2 separate regions of the Mus musculus genome follow, and region 1 is linked to region 2. The links are chromatin contacts, called in public HiChIP or PLAC-seq maps. All regions are on one chromosome and are shown on one strand. Each heading gives the region's core, a stretch centred on a gene start, on an enhancer-like site or on the middle of the called end of the contact. The rest is flanking DNA. Distances are from core to core; before and after follow the strand shown. Region 1 has its middle 54 kb from the start of Gm31804. Region 2 holds the start of B230110C06Rik (RIKEN cDNA B230110C06 gene).

Region 1 (6,047 bases), core at 346-2,845, 280 kb before region 2:
TGCAGCAAGACCGTTTCTCCTGAGTGATTTGGGGTGTCGCCTCTCCTGAGTCAGAATGTGAAGGAGTCCTCACGTTGTGGGTCTTTCAATACTTTCTAGTTCCATCCGTTTGCCTGCAAAATTCGTAATGCCCTCATTCTTAATAGCTGAACAATATTCCATTGTGTAAATGAACCACATTCTCTGTATCCATTTTTCCATTGTTTCCAGCCTCTGGCTATCACAAATAAGGCCACAATGAACATAATGGAGCATGTTCCTTTGTGGCATTGCAGGGTATATTTTGGGTATATGCACAGGAGTAGTATAGCTGGGTCTTCAGGTAGATCTATTTTCAATTTTCTGAGGAACAGCTAGATTGATTTCTAGAGTGGTTGTACCAGTTTGTACTCCCACCAGCAATGGAGGAGTGTTTCTCTTCCTCCACATTCTTGCCAACATGTGCTGATACCTGAGTTTTGATCTTAGCCATTCTGATTGGTATAAGGTGGAATCTTAAATCTATTTTAACCAGATTTCTGCCATGTTGCATAGGACTGCATTTTGTTTTCCATGTACTGTTATTACTTCCTTGTTAGGAAATATATTATTTTGTGGTAAGCTTAAAGATGTTTTAAACAAACAAACAAATAAACAAACAAAAAACATAGAATGTGTGCAAGTAAATGCTTTTTGAATTACTATACATTTTTCAAATATTGTTCAAACACAGTGACCCTAAGTTTCACTTTCTTTTAACATAAATTTGTAAAGTTGAGTTTCAGGCTGGGTGTGTTTGGACAAACATACATAGTGATGGGAGGTAGATTTTTCATGCCCTTCTGGATCTGATCATTTAAATGTTAGCAAGTAAATGCCAGTGCTATCCTGGTTTGTACACAAACAAGTTCATTCTGAAAAGAAACTCAATTTAAGAAAGAGACTAATTGGTGTGGTACACTTAACAATGGGTTTAAGCTAGAAGTAGGGCCCAGCAGTCCCTACTTCTAAATTGCCAGTGGTGCTAACAAACTTGAAATGCATTTTATTTTGACACTTAACCATTCAATATAATACATGACACCTCATAGGACTAGCTCTCAGCTAACCTACCATTAATAGGCAGGTAAAGCAAAAAGAATTTACTTCTGAGTGTGTTTGCCTTGACCTTAATGTTAAAGATTAGATTTCCTCAAATTTCTTTAGTTTCTACCAGAATTTTAATATAGCATATGTGTAAACAATATTGTACATGTCCCTTAGTCTCCATGATGTTGAAGCTGAAGTGGCTATTTAATGTGAAAAAGCACCAAAAATATTTTTATTCATATGTAACTGAAATGAATAGCCACAGACAAGCAATCAAGTGTCATAGTTATGATGCAGGAGAACCACTGCTGCTGAATAGTCTGTTACCCATCTATGTTTAGTGCCTGAATATGCTGAACAGTTGTCTCAATTATCTGCTTCATACTGGCCATTGGATCTTGGCCAGTTCAAGTATTTTCATTTCAGGCCTGGGTCACTGCTTTGTGATCCATTGTCATAACCTCAATGCTCCAGTTATTGCTATGACTGGAAATAAACCATCATTGTCACTGTGCCTGAGTCATCTTTCTCTCTACGCTAAGCATGTTTACAGAATATGAATGATTCTAAAATAGTCTGGCTGCATCTTCAAGAGCTGTTTATTCCATGTTGCCTAGTGACAGTGGCAATACAGGATCCTATTGCTTTCTAAGAACCTTCTCATCAGACATGATAACCATGAATGATGGGTACCTCTTCAGGCCAAAAAAAAAAAAATAGTCTTATTATTAGTTAAAACTGTCTGACTCTGAGAAAATTAGTCTGTGTTATTTCTTGTTGATATCTTAATAACACAATTGAAATCATAGTGGAAAATGTCACTAGAGTCAGGCCTCTCAATAGGAGAAAATTATTTAACCTATTGTGTAGTATTGGGAGAGATGGAAATTTTAGAGCCCTCAACTGATCTTTTTTGATTCATTCATACTTTAAAAGTGTCTGGGTGAATATTTACTTTCATATTTACATTATTTTATTTTCAATAAAATCCATGAAAACTACTTGAGCAAAGAGGGTAAAGACAAATTACTGTATCTGCAATAGTTCTACTTGCACAAAGCTTGACAACACACAAACAACTGATTGGGGAATTGAGGACAACCACTCACATCCACCTTCTACTCTGTCATGGGACAGGATCTCTGTATCCTCCTTCCCACATGGCGATGGGAGACAGATGTGTGTAGTGTTCAATGTGGAGATGATACTCATGTATGTAAAGTTTCACACATGGAGATGAGAGCCACATGTGTCCATCTTCCCACATGAGGATAAGATGCTGTGTCCACTCTTTCTCATCAGGATAGAAGCAATGCATGTCTACCCTCCTACATGGGTATGAAAGCCACACACATCCCCCATCCACACCACTTGGCATGTAGAAAACAGAGCTATGAGTTGCAATTCCAGAGTTAACTTTCAGCTTGGCTGCCAACTTGAGATGCTAGGTAAATAAGAGGACTCCTGAATATTATCTAGAAAATATCTCCAATCACCTTTTCCAGAGATAGAACTGACCAATAAAACTGACCACGTAGGACAAGGCAATATTATTGGCGATGGACAAACTCCATGTTTGTGTGTCAGCTATGAATCATTGTATTCTACGCATGAAATGTGTACATTCACGACAGTGAATAAGCAAAAATGAAAGGAAGAATGACTTCCTTATTTTTCTTACATTTAACTTGTGAGAGAACAGGGACTCTAGGAAAAGAAATGATGGACTGCTCAAGTTCATTGTGGGACACTATATCACCAATAAGAATTTCAGCCTTATCCTTTGAAACTCTGCAAGCTTTCTGCAGTGACATTCATAAAAAGCCCAGTGTTTCCCTGTATAACAAATGCAAGAAAGCTAAATTACAAAGAAAGAGCAATGATCCCTGCATTCCACTTGCCCAGGTACAGATTCCTATTTATTTCACATTGCAGAGTAACTGGAATGAGTAATTTCCCCCCCCTGGAAAATCTAAGAGAGAGGCTGCAGAGGAGGACACACTCAGTCTACTTAGTTCTTACTGTTTTGAAATGGCTGCTTTGCAGTGAATTCCAATAGTGTTTTCTTGTGTGTTGCAAAGCAGGAGCTTCCACAGATGGGAAGGGAAGTTCCCAGATAAGCAGAATGGAACCAATAGACAGGCCTCTTGAGAGCATAGATTCTGTCCTATTGGTGCTGAAGTAAGGTCTATTTGCAATTTTAACAAGTTTTCACTTGATGTTGATGTTGAAGGCCTTTGGATCACAGGTAATAAAGAAGGGGTTACTACAGCTGAAGTGGAATCTGCAATTTTCTTCAGGTTTCGAGTTCAAAAGGGAAAAAGAAACCAGCAGTCATCACTTTGAAATTATAGGGCTCAAACCCCTTGTGAACTAAGAAACAAAACTATAGATATGCATAAATAAGGATATTGCATTTGAATCAAAGCTTATTGTAGATATTTTTTAGACTGGTTACTTAAACTTGCCTGAATGTAATTAGCTAGATCCCCCTATAAGGCTGTGGCTCTGTGTACAGGTTTAGGTCCATAGCTTCATAAATTCCAACTTCTGAATGACTTTGCTAATCAAGAAACTATCTGAATCTTAGAAGCCATAACATTAGTTATCATGGCTAACAGAAATCTTTTATGACAACACATAGATATAAAGACACAGATACACACACAGACACTTAGATGCATAACAGAGAGACACACAAATACATATGTCTGATAACCAGTTGTTGACGTTGTGGTTTCTGTCCCTACAGATAGCCCTCCATAGTCCTGGAATCCATATGTCTACGCACTGAATGAGGCAGACTGGTCTGTCAAGCCAGGTGTGAGACAGAAGTGATACTTTGCAGAGTTCAACAGCAGATTCTAGAAAGCATTCTTCTTGTGCTATTCTTTCAGTGAAGTTAGTTGTCATGGAATGAGAAAGCTCAGGCCTCCCCTGCACTCTAGGGCAGCACAAAGGCCTCTTGCCAATAACCACCTGAGTGAGTGATCTTGGTGTCCTGTCCTCCAGCTCCTGCTTGAAAAGAGCAAGAGGAATCTCCACTGAACAGGAATAAAGTTTAGATTTGAGAAGATACAAAGAGTTCTTTATAGTAATTCTCACAAAAGTCATCAGGCTATATTACCTCTGCTTGAATGAAACTTACTTCTGATGCCCTGATGATTAGCCCCTATACCAAAGAAAAACTAAAAATTGCAAAGTCATAAAAAGGGAATTTACATTTACTTAATAAGTAAAAGTGATGTGCTACATAAGATCTAATGGAACCTTACTGCTGCATGCTCAGACACATTTCAGGAAAGCCTCATTTGGGATGCTGGAGGAGACGGGCCAGGATGGGTGGAAATTAGCTTTTTCAATAATTGATAGGACTTCATGACAAAAGAATTTAGTATATAAAGGGAAGAAAGAGTAGGATATACTTTTGAGAATTTCAACAAAATTGATGGTATAATGATGGCACACATCAGTGAATAAAAATAGACCAGCAGAGAAGATGAGCAGAGATTTTACCAGGGACAAGGACAGAGATATTTATTTTGGCATGTATTGGGTTTAGTTAACTAGAAGGCCTTAGAAAAAAGATTTACTTTGAAAAATTTGCTGTGCCTCTTGAATTATGTAATAATATTTTATTCATTCTCAAATCTGATTGCTATGAGGTAGCTTTTGTATATATTTTACTTTTCATTACACAGACAGTGAGTTATAGCACACATATTATTTGAGCACTCTGATTGCCCTAGGCACTGGTCTAGGAAGTGAGGATGTTGTGTGAACAGGAGCCAAGTTTGCCCCCCAAGAGAAACATACACCAAAGTGAGATCTCAACTTTTAGCTTCAAAGTCTTTTGTCTTCATACATTTTTCCTCAGTGATCTCCAATATTATGGTTTTATTTTTACTATTATCTGTGGTTTTAAAGTGTCTTCCAGATAAAGGCTACAAGAAATCAGATTGATGCAGTGAAACACAAAATTAAAAACTGTTTGAGTGCTGCCTGGTCCTTGCTGCTGGGGCAGATCCCTAGTTGATCTGCTCCCATGAAGATTCCATATCCTAATCCATCCTAGAGAACCTGCTGCACTCAGAGGAGTTGGTAAGAAGCACCCCTCCCACCTCACCCTGAGTCCCTGAGCTGCTGATGAGAGCCTTGTGAACTCAGAACCCATAACCCACCAAAACACCACCCTCCTGAATAGTACCCCTAAGTCTTCCACCACTCTAGACTGGTCCTTGCTGCTGGGGCAGACCCCTAGTTGGTCTGCTCCCATGAAGACTCCATAGCCTGAAATATCCCAGAGGATCTGCTGCCCTCAGAGGAATTGAGGACCTGCTGCATTCAGAGCAGTTAGACACACTGCACTTAGAGCAGTTGAGAAGGTGAGGATCCTTTGCACTCAGAGCAGGTGAGGATCCACTGCTCTCAGAGCAATTGACGATCAGCTGCACTCAGCACAGTTGGACAACAATGTGATTGCTCCACAGAAGACTCAGCAGTCTGAAGGCTTCCCAGGAGATCTACTGTAGCCAGGGGAACAGATCAGCAGCTTCCGTGCCCCTGTGAAGAACCCCCAGTTGGAAGGCCCCACATATGGTCTGATATAGTCAGGGCCACAAGCCTACCAGGAGACCTGAAAAGCCCAGGGACAAAAGAGGCAGACTCCATATAGTCACCTAGACCAACAAACACCAGGGATATCCAGATGGCAAAAGGCAAGTGCAAGATCATAAGCAACAGAAGCCAAAACGTGGGCATCACCAGGACCCAGTTCTTCTGCCACAGTAAGCTCTGAATACTCTAATACACCGGAAAATCAGGAACGTGTCCTTAAATCTTATCTCATGAAGATAGTAGAGTCCTTTAAGGAAGATATCAATAACTCACTGAAAGAAATACAGGAAAACACAAGCAAACAGGTGAAGGAATTGAATAAAATAATCTAAGACCTAAAGGTGGAAGTAGAAACAATAAAG
Region 2 (6,045 bases), core at 1,805-4,304:
CAGAAAACATCAGTAAATGCCATTTACCTCTGAAGCAGAAAGGCCCTGAAGGTTAGCATGAAGGTCAGAGATGCTAAGTTCTCTCTCTGGTTCACTAATTAGATTATAAGTAGGGCTTCCAAGAAGCTATCTTTCTCCGGTTTCATTCTTTTAATTGGACATCAGCAGAAGCAGAGGAAACAACCAATCAGCTTCTCATATTAAAGAACATCCTTTGCTGAGCCGGACTTGATTTCTGGTTGCTACAAAACAAATCTAAGTTTATAACAGAGGTGACAAACTCTAGGGCCTGTCATTTATCCTTTTTATAGCATGGGTGATACCAACATTCAGCAAGTCAAGTTGACAACTTGACGAACCAACCAAACCAGAAAGCTACTGTATAGTTTATCTGAGCCATAGTCAGACATTTGTCTTAAGTTGAACCAAATTTATGCCTTATGGACATTACTAAGAGGTGAGTGCTCCACAAGTGCTATTTCATTTAAAACACAGCATCAACCAAAGATTCAAATGTAGGATAGCATAATCAACAGTTGGAAAGACTTGGATGCAAGCCAGCTCTGTGAGATTATGTCGGGTTTCATCTTGAGCTCTGGAACTCTTTAGATAAACTTACACCGATTACCCACGGCGGAGGTCATCTATAACAGTTCAATATGTGATATTTTATTGTATATTCCTATGAAATGTTTCACTATTCATCTTGTACTCTCTTCCAACCTTCCATTGCTTATACAACCTTCCATTGCTTATACAGCAGTCTAGTGAGCATCTCTTCAGATAAATTTTGTGGATGTTCTCAGTTATTTCCTGACTTGTGAGAAGTAGAATCACTGGCACAGTATTACAGACAAATTTTATACTTTCAATGGGAATGCCAAGTTTTCCTTTGAGTAATTAGACCAAATTACATACCTGCTATTCATATATATTTATTTCTAGGTCCTGATTTCTCAGTTTAAAAGTGTTGAAAAGTGATGACAATTCAAATCCAGACTAATAAAATCATATTGTGAAATGTTAGAAATACAAGTCATAGAATATAAAGGTGTATAATGTGGAGCTGCTAGACAAATCACAGCTGCTGGGGGGACTCAGTGGTTTACAGTTTTGCAATGTGGCCAGACCCAGCATACTTCTAAACCTGCATAAAACAGCATCGTTGCAAATGGGGAAATGCTGCAAGCTTTAATATGCTTGATAGAGGTCACCAAATGATAAAGACTTTCTGGTGAGTCCCCATCTGGAATGGGTTTGTTCTAGCTGCTAGCTGCAGTGTGCCTGACTCTTGCCCTGTGCACCCAGTAAGTCATTTTTAGTTAATTAAAAATGTTTGCTTTTCCTCCCCGTTGACAGCAATGGACCTAGGCTAAACAGTTCCCTCTGGTCTCAGTAGTCAGGAAATGGAAGAAAGAATGGGGCCATAGCAACATGTCCTGGAACTGGGCAAGAGGAAGCAAGAGAGGAGGAGGAGGCTAACTAATGTTCCTAGCTCAGCTCTGCTTCTCCAGCAAAGGCTGAATGAAACTCCTCCCCTCCTTATTCAGGATCTCCAGCTAGGAGGCAGAAGAGCAGTGCCAGTTAGGTGATAGCCAGCTCCACCAGTCACGTTCACTCGCTCTAGCTCGTCCCTGAAGCCTCGCCCCTCCTCCATTCCCAGTCCAGGTTTGGAGGCGAGTCCCCTCTAGTGACTGAGCCGCCTGCACGTTGGCGAGTAGCTTTCTGCCTCCCTCGCATCTTTGTCTCCTCCTCCAGTGAGGTTCCGGCGCCCCGCACAGGGTCTGCAGCGGCCGCCGCAGCAGTAAAAGCCAAGTCGTGCCCCACACGGCAGCCCAGGGCCGCACCCTCACTCGGTGGCAGCGCGCAAAGACGCCAGCCGCGCCACGCACCGCCTGCGTCCTGCGCCCCGGCCACAGCGCATTCACGCCGCCGCGGCGGTCGCTCCGGAGCGGAGCCCGGCCGGCGGGCCGGGTCAGGGAGGGTAGTCCAGTTTGCAGTCGGCTGGAGCTAGCAGCACGCACACCCCTAGGCTTATGCATCAAACGCCTCCTCCCTGCGCCACGAGGATGGAGCAGCCATCCCAACCCAGGACTGGCGCAAGGTAAGGTGCAGCCGCCTGTTGCTTTATGCAGAGCGCGGGCTCAGCTCCCAGTCAGGGTGCTTAGGCCATCTCTCTGGGAAGCAGAGAATGGTCACCGCAGTTCTGAGCCGTGTGGAGCCAAACCTCCAGGTCTTTTTGACACAGATCTTTGGAGAGACCCTGCCTGGAGAAGGGAAGTCGACCCTTTTCGCTCTTGTGCAACCAGGTGCCTTGCAGCAGTCTGCAAACTTTTGTGACCCTCCCTTCCTGGTTCTCACCTGGTGCGGTATCTGTTCAGTTCTCGCGTGCGCCCTTCCCCCAGCTACCCTAGCCTTAAGGCATCTGCCCATTTCTCTCACTGTGTTCTTGCAGTTCGACTTTTTGCTTCCTACAGCTCCGGATTCAGAGGCAAGGGCTTAGGATCTAGTAGTGCTTCTCTTGCCTGTCGCAGATGGGAAGGGGTAGGGCTAACCAGGGGAGGTGGAACTTAATGCCACTGTTAATGTCTTCAAGAGCGGTGAGGGTCAGATCGCTCGATCCTGCCACCCCCAAATCGATAATAAAAATCCTCGGAGTGGCTTTCGGTTATGGTTATGTGCTACGGGAAATACAAGTGCTGATCTGGATGGGTGAAGTAAGTGATTTGGGGAGGAAAAATCCCTCTTGAGGTTGCCGGAGGCAGCAGAGGATGAGATCTGCCAATGGGTGAGGGGGGACGGAAAGGCTCTGCTAATGTAGGCGATGGGGCACCTCAGCGTGGCCACTGAAGAGGATTTGGAAAAGAGATTGAAGTCTGTTTGGGGGTGGGGGCGCTGGCCCAGGTGAGGGGCCAGGGAGAGGGGCTAGGTACCTGAGAAGTCCGGAGGTGGGAAGCAGCCCTGGGATTCCTGCCCCGGGGTATTTCAGAAGGCTGGCTGCTTCTGCCTAGGTTAGAAAGAGCTCCCTCGCCAGGAACAAACAAACCTCTCGGCTCTGTTCTGATTGCGTTGGCATCTTGGGCGGTGACTGAATGTTCAGATAATGGACCGAGGACGCTGTCCCTGGCTCTAAGAGGATCACAGCCCCTCTCCTCTCCGGCACCCGCTTGCTCCTACACCCCTTCATCTCCACCACCGGGTTGTAAATCTACGCCCACCTTCTCTGACAGCACTAGGGCGTTAAGGATGTGTATATTCTGGAATGGGAAGGGGACTTTTGGCCTGATCCCCAGGGGTATATGTGTGAGAAACTAAGGCGAGTCCCCAGGTGTCAGCAGATAGGCTGGGGTCCCAACAATCCAGAGAAGAATCCAGGGCAGAGGCTGATCTGGGAGACAGCTTCCCCTTGAGGCTTCAAGGTTTGCACCTAGGCTGAGGAGAGAAGGGAGTGGGGGGAGCCCTTAGCTGGGTTAGGAAAGATCTTTAGCTTAAAGCTGGAGGATGTGTGGAGAAACAGAAGGGGGTGTGCACAGCTCCTCCAGTGAGGGAAGACCTAGCTTCTCGGCCTGGTATCTGGAATCAGAGGTGGGTCTATATTAACTTACCAACTCCCCAGATATATCGTCCTGGTCGTTTCTGATGGTTTGGCAGATGCAGAGATCCACCTTTGCACCCAAGCCATCTGGTCTTCAAGACCACTTTTGGGAAGAGGCCTAGTGTGCATATTGTAAAGAAAGGGTTCTCTCTCTCTCTCTCTCTCTCTCTCTCTCTCTCTCTCTCTCTCTCTCTCTCCTGGTGGGGAACACATCACCATGTATGGGAGAGGAGGCACATAGTTCTCTTCACCCCATATCCAGGGACACTTGTGATTGAGGGCCCTGCACGTCTAGTCCCTACCTAGCCTAGTGGAGAAGCGTTTGGCGGCTGCGCTGGTGCAGGCTATGGACAGTTCTCAGGTTCTCCTTGCATAAACTTCTCATATTCTGGCTTTTTATAGAATAATCTTTCCTAGGTTGCCCTGTGATTGTCTCCCCTATTCTGCTCTAACTGGGGAAAAGCAGAATTGGAATCATTTGGTTAGGCTTAGTCAGAGCCTTCTAGAAGAGAGGTGTACTACCAAGGCCCTTGGAGGAATTCTATCACGGTCACTCCCACACCCAGGCATACCTGGGGCAGCTAGCTCCTTGCTTCAAAACAGAAAGCTGTACAACCAAGAATGGGGATACCCTCCACACAAGCTTCTGATGCATTTCTGGGGCACAAAAAGTGACCATGCCTTCACCAGCCAGACCTCCTCGCAAGTGACAGCACAGCACGCAGCTTCTTCTAATATTCCCGGATATCTGAGGTAGGACCCCACTCTGACAGGTTTCTGGGAGTTTCTAACCTGGATTTGTGCTCTCCTGCTTTTTGAGGAAATAGGGTAGAATCTCGTGGGAATTTGAGAGAATGAGTCAAAACCTCTCTGAGTGGCTTGGGCCAGTAGTTGAACCTTGTGGGGGAGACATGAGTGATAGCAGTGCCTTCTAACATTGCTTGGGTTGGTTCTGCATGCAGGGCCAGATGCTATTATGGGTATTGTATGTGCTTGTGTTACCTTTAATTGACACAATAGCCATGAAAGTGGTCTTATAGGTTTGTATAAGTGGGAACAAAATCATGGAGAAAGCCAGTACATAGAAGGGCTGGTTCCTATAGTGGGCAAGCTGTGTGCCTCAAACTCATAAGCAGATTTTGTAGTAAAGGCTGTCCACGGGGGAGAGGTGAGTGGATGAGGCCCCTTCTGCTTTAGTCTAAGCCCAGGGACACATGCCAGTAGAATCTAGGGTATGGGGGCCAATGCTGCGTGTCTCCAGAGTCAGAGTCTCTTGGAGTGCACTGGAACCCAGTCTAAGAAGCCAGCTGTTGTTGTTGAGCGTTTCCTTTCAACCTGTTAGCAGATTGTTTTTTAATTCAGGAAGAGACAGAGATGGAGACCTGTGTGTGATCTGCTTTGTGCTCAAAAGGCATTTGGAGTAGCAGTAGAATGTCCTTCTGGAGGGTGGATGAGGACATAGCACTAACTGGGAAGCCAGAGCCTGCCGCCTCTCCTGAGGAGGCCCACTGGCATGGAGTAAGGCCCCTCAGTGATGTAGTAGATTAGTAATGTGGGAACCATTGTCTTTGATACCTGGGTCCAGTGAACTTTGCTTATACATAAATACATGCCTACTTCTGATGTTATTCAGCATCTTAAAAATACTGAAGGAAAATAACTTCCTTATTTTTAAAAAAAGGTAGTTTTTCTTACTTTTCCATAAAAATCCCTTTAATCAGCATTACCTGATTAAGTAGAAAACAATGAACAAGTCACCACAAACCTGGATCTGGGAATACAAATGCAGTAGACTACTTATAAGCCTTCAAAGCAACAAAAATCAACTAACCATGCAAATCTTTAATGACTCTAAATAAGATTAAATGGATTATCAGCCATTTCTGAAAAGCCTTATCAAGTTTGAATAGTTCTGTTTTATCCTGCTCACAATCATTTGCTAAAGTTGAGAAAATGCAGAATATAAAGCGAAAGGCCTTATTTACTCAGCCAAATGCATTGGTGGACTTCTCTCCCTGATAGCCACTGCATTCGACCTCAGCACTGGCATAATTCTAAGTTTGCTGCTGTCCTCAGGAGTCAAATACTCCTCCACTCACTGAGCCCCTTCCACAGAGAGTACTTCCCAGCCACTAGAGAGTCTGTAGCCCTCTAAGAAGTTTTGTGGAGTGGGATTCTGGGTGTTAGGAGTATTTCATCTCTTTGCTCTGAGGTCATCACTCTAGGATGACGTCCTATTGAAGACAAAGGAAGAAAATATTCAACTGTAGAGTGGGAAAAGTCCATTTCTCATCTCAAGCAGGATGGCACTGATTACAAGTGAACTTGGACACCATGTGACTCTTATGTCACCCCCAGTTTGGTTTCATACCAGCACAGATTTTCTGGGTAGTCACTGGGGAGGGGGAAAAGGTAAGGCCTGCTGGAAAAGCTCTAACTGACAGCCACTC

Evidence for each region. HiChIP or PLAC-seq counts read pairs in DNA pulled down with a chosen protein or histone mark.
Region 1: a contact with region 2 is called in an H3K27ac HiChIP or PLAC-seq map of heart atrium, with 10 times the contacts expected there. The contact joins the enhancer-like site here to the promoter of B230110C06Rik in region 2. A contact is called at or near these places in 3 of 39 promoter capture datasets (cranial neural crest, liver and stem cell-derived epiblast-like cells), 3 of 115 datasets of contacts at active chromatin or transcription factors (craniofacial prominence, embryonic stem cells and heart atrium) and 3 of 9 other capture datasets (adipose tissue, embryonic stem cells and liver).

What each region holds. Positions count from the first base shown.
Region 1 is chr14:15,717,894-15,723,940 of GRCm38.p6, reverse strand. No RefSeq gene overlaps it. Among named protein-coding and RNA genes, the nearest start is that of Gm31804, 54 kb to the left of the region's middle. Within about 2 kb of position 1,595, at least 4 of the 459 cell types and tissues checked have an H3K27ac peak or open chromatin away from gene starts, as enhancers often do. A contact at or near this core is called in heart atrium, where this site is marked.
Region 2 is chr14:15,434,632-15,440,676 of GRCm38.p6, reverse strand. B230110C06Rik (RIKEN cDNA B230110C06 gene) reads right to left here and starts at 3,054. Exons shown (of 3, transcript NR_152122.1): 1 at 2,934-3,054. It overlaps Lrrc3b (leucine rich repeat containing 3B), which reads left to right and starts at 1,690. Exons shown (of 2, transcript NM_146052.4): 1 at 1,690-2,104.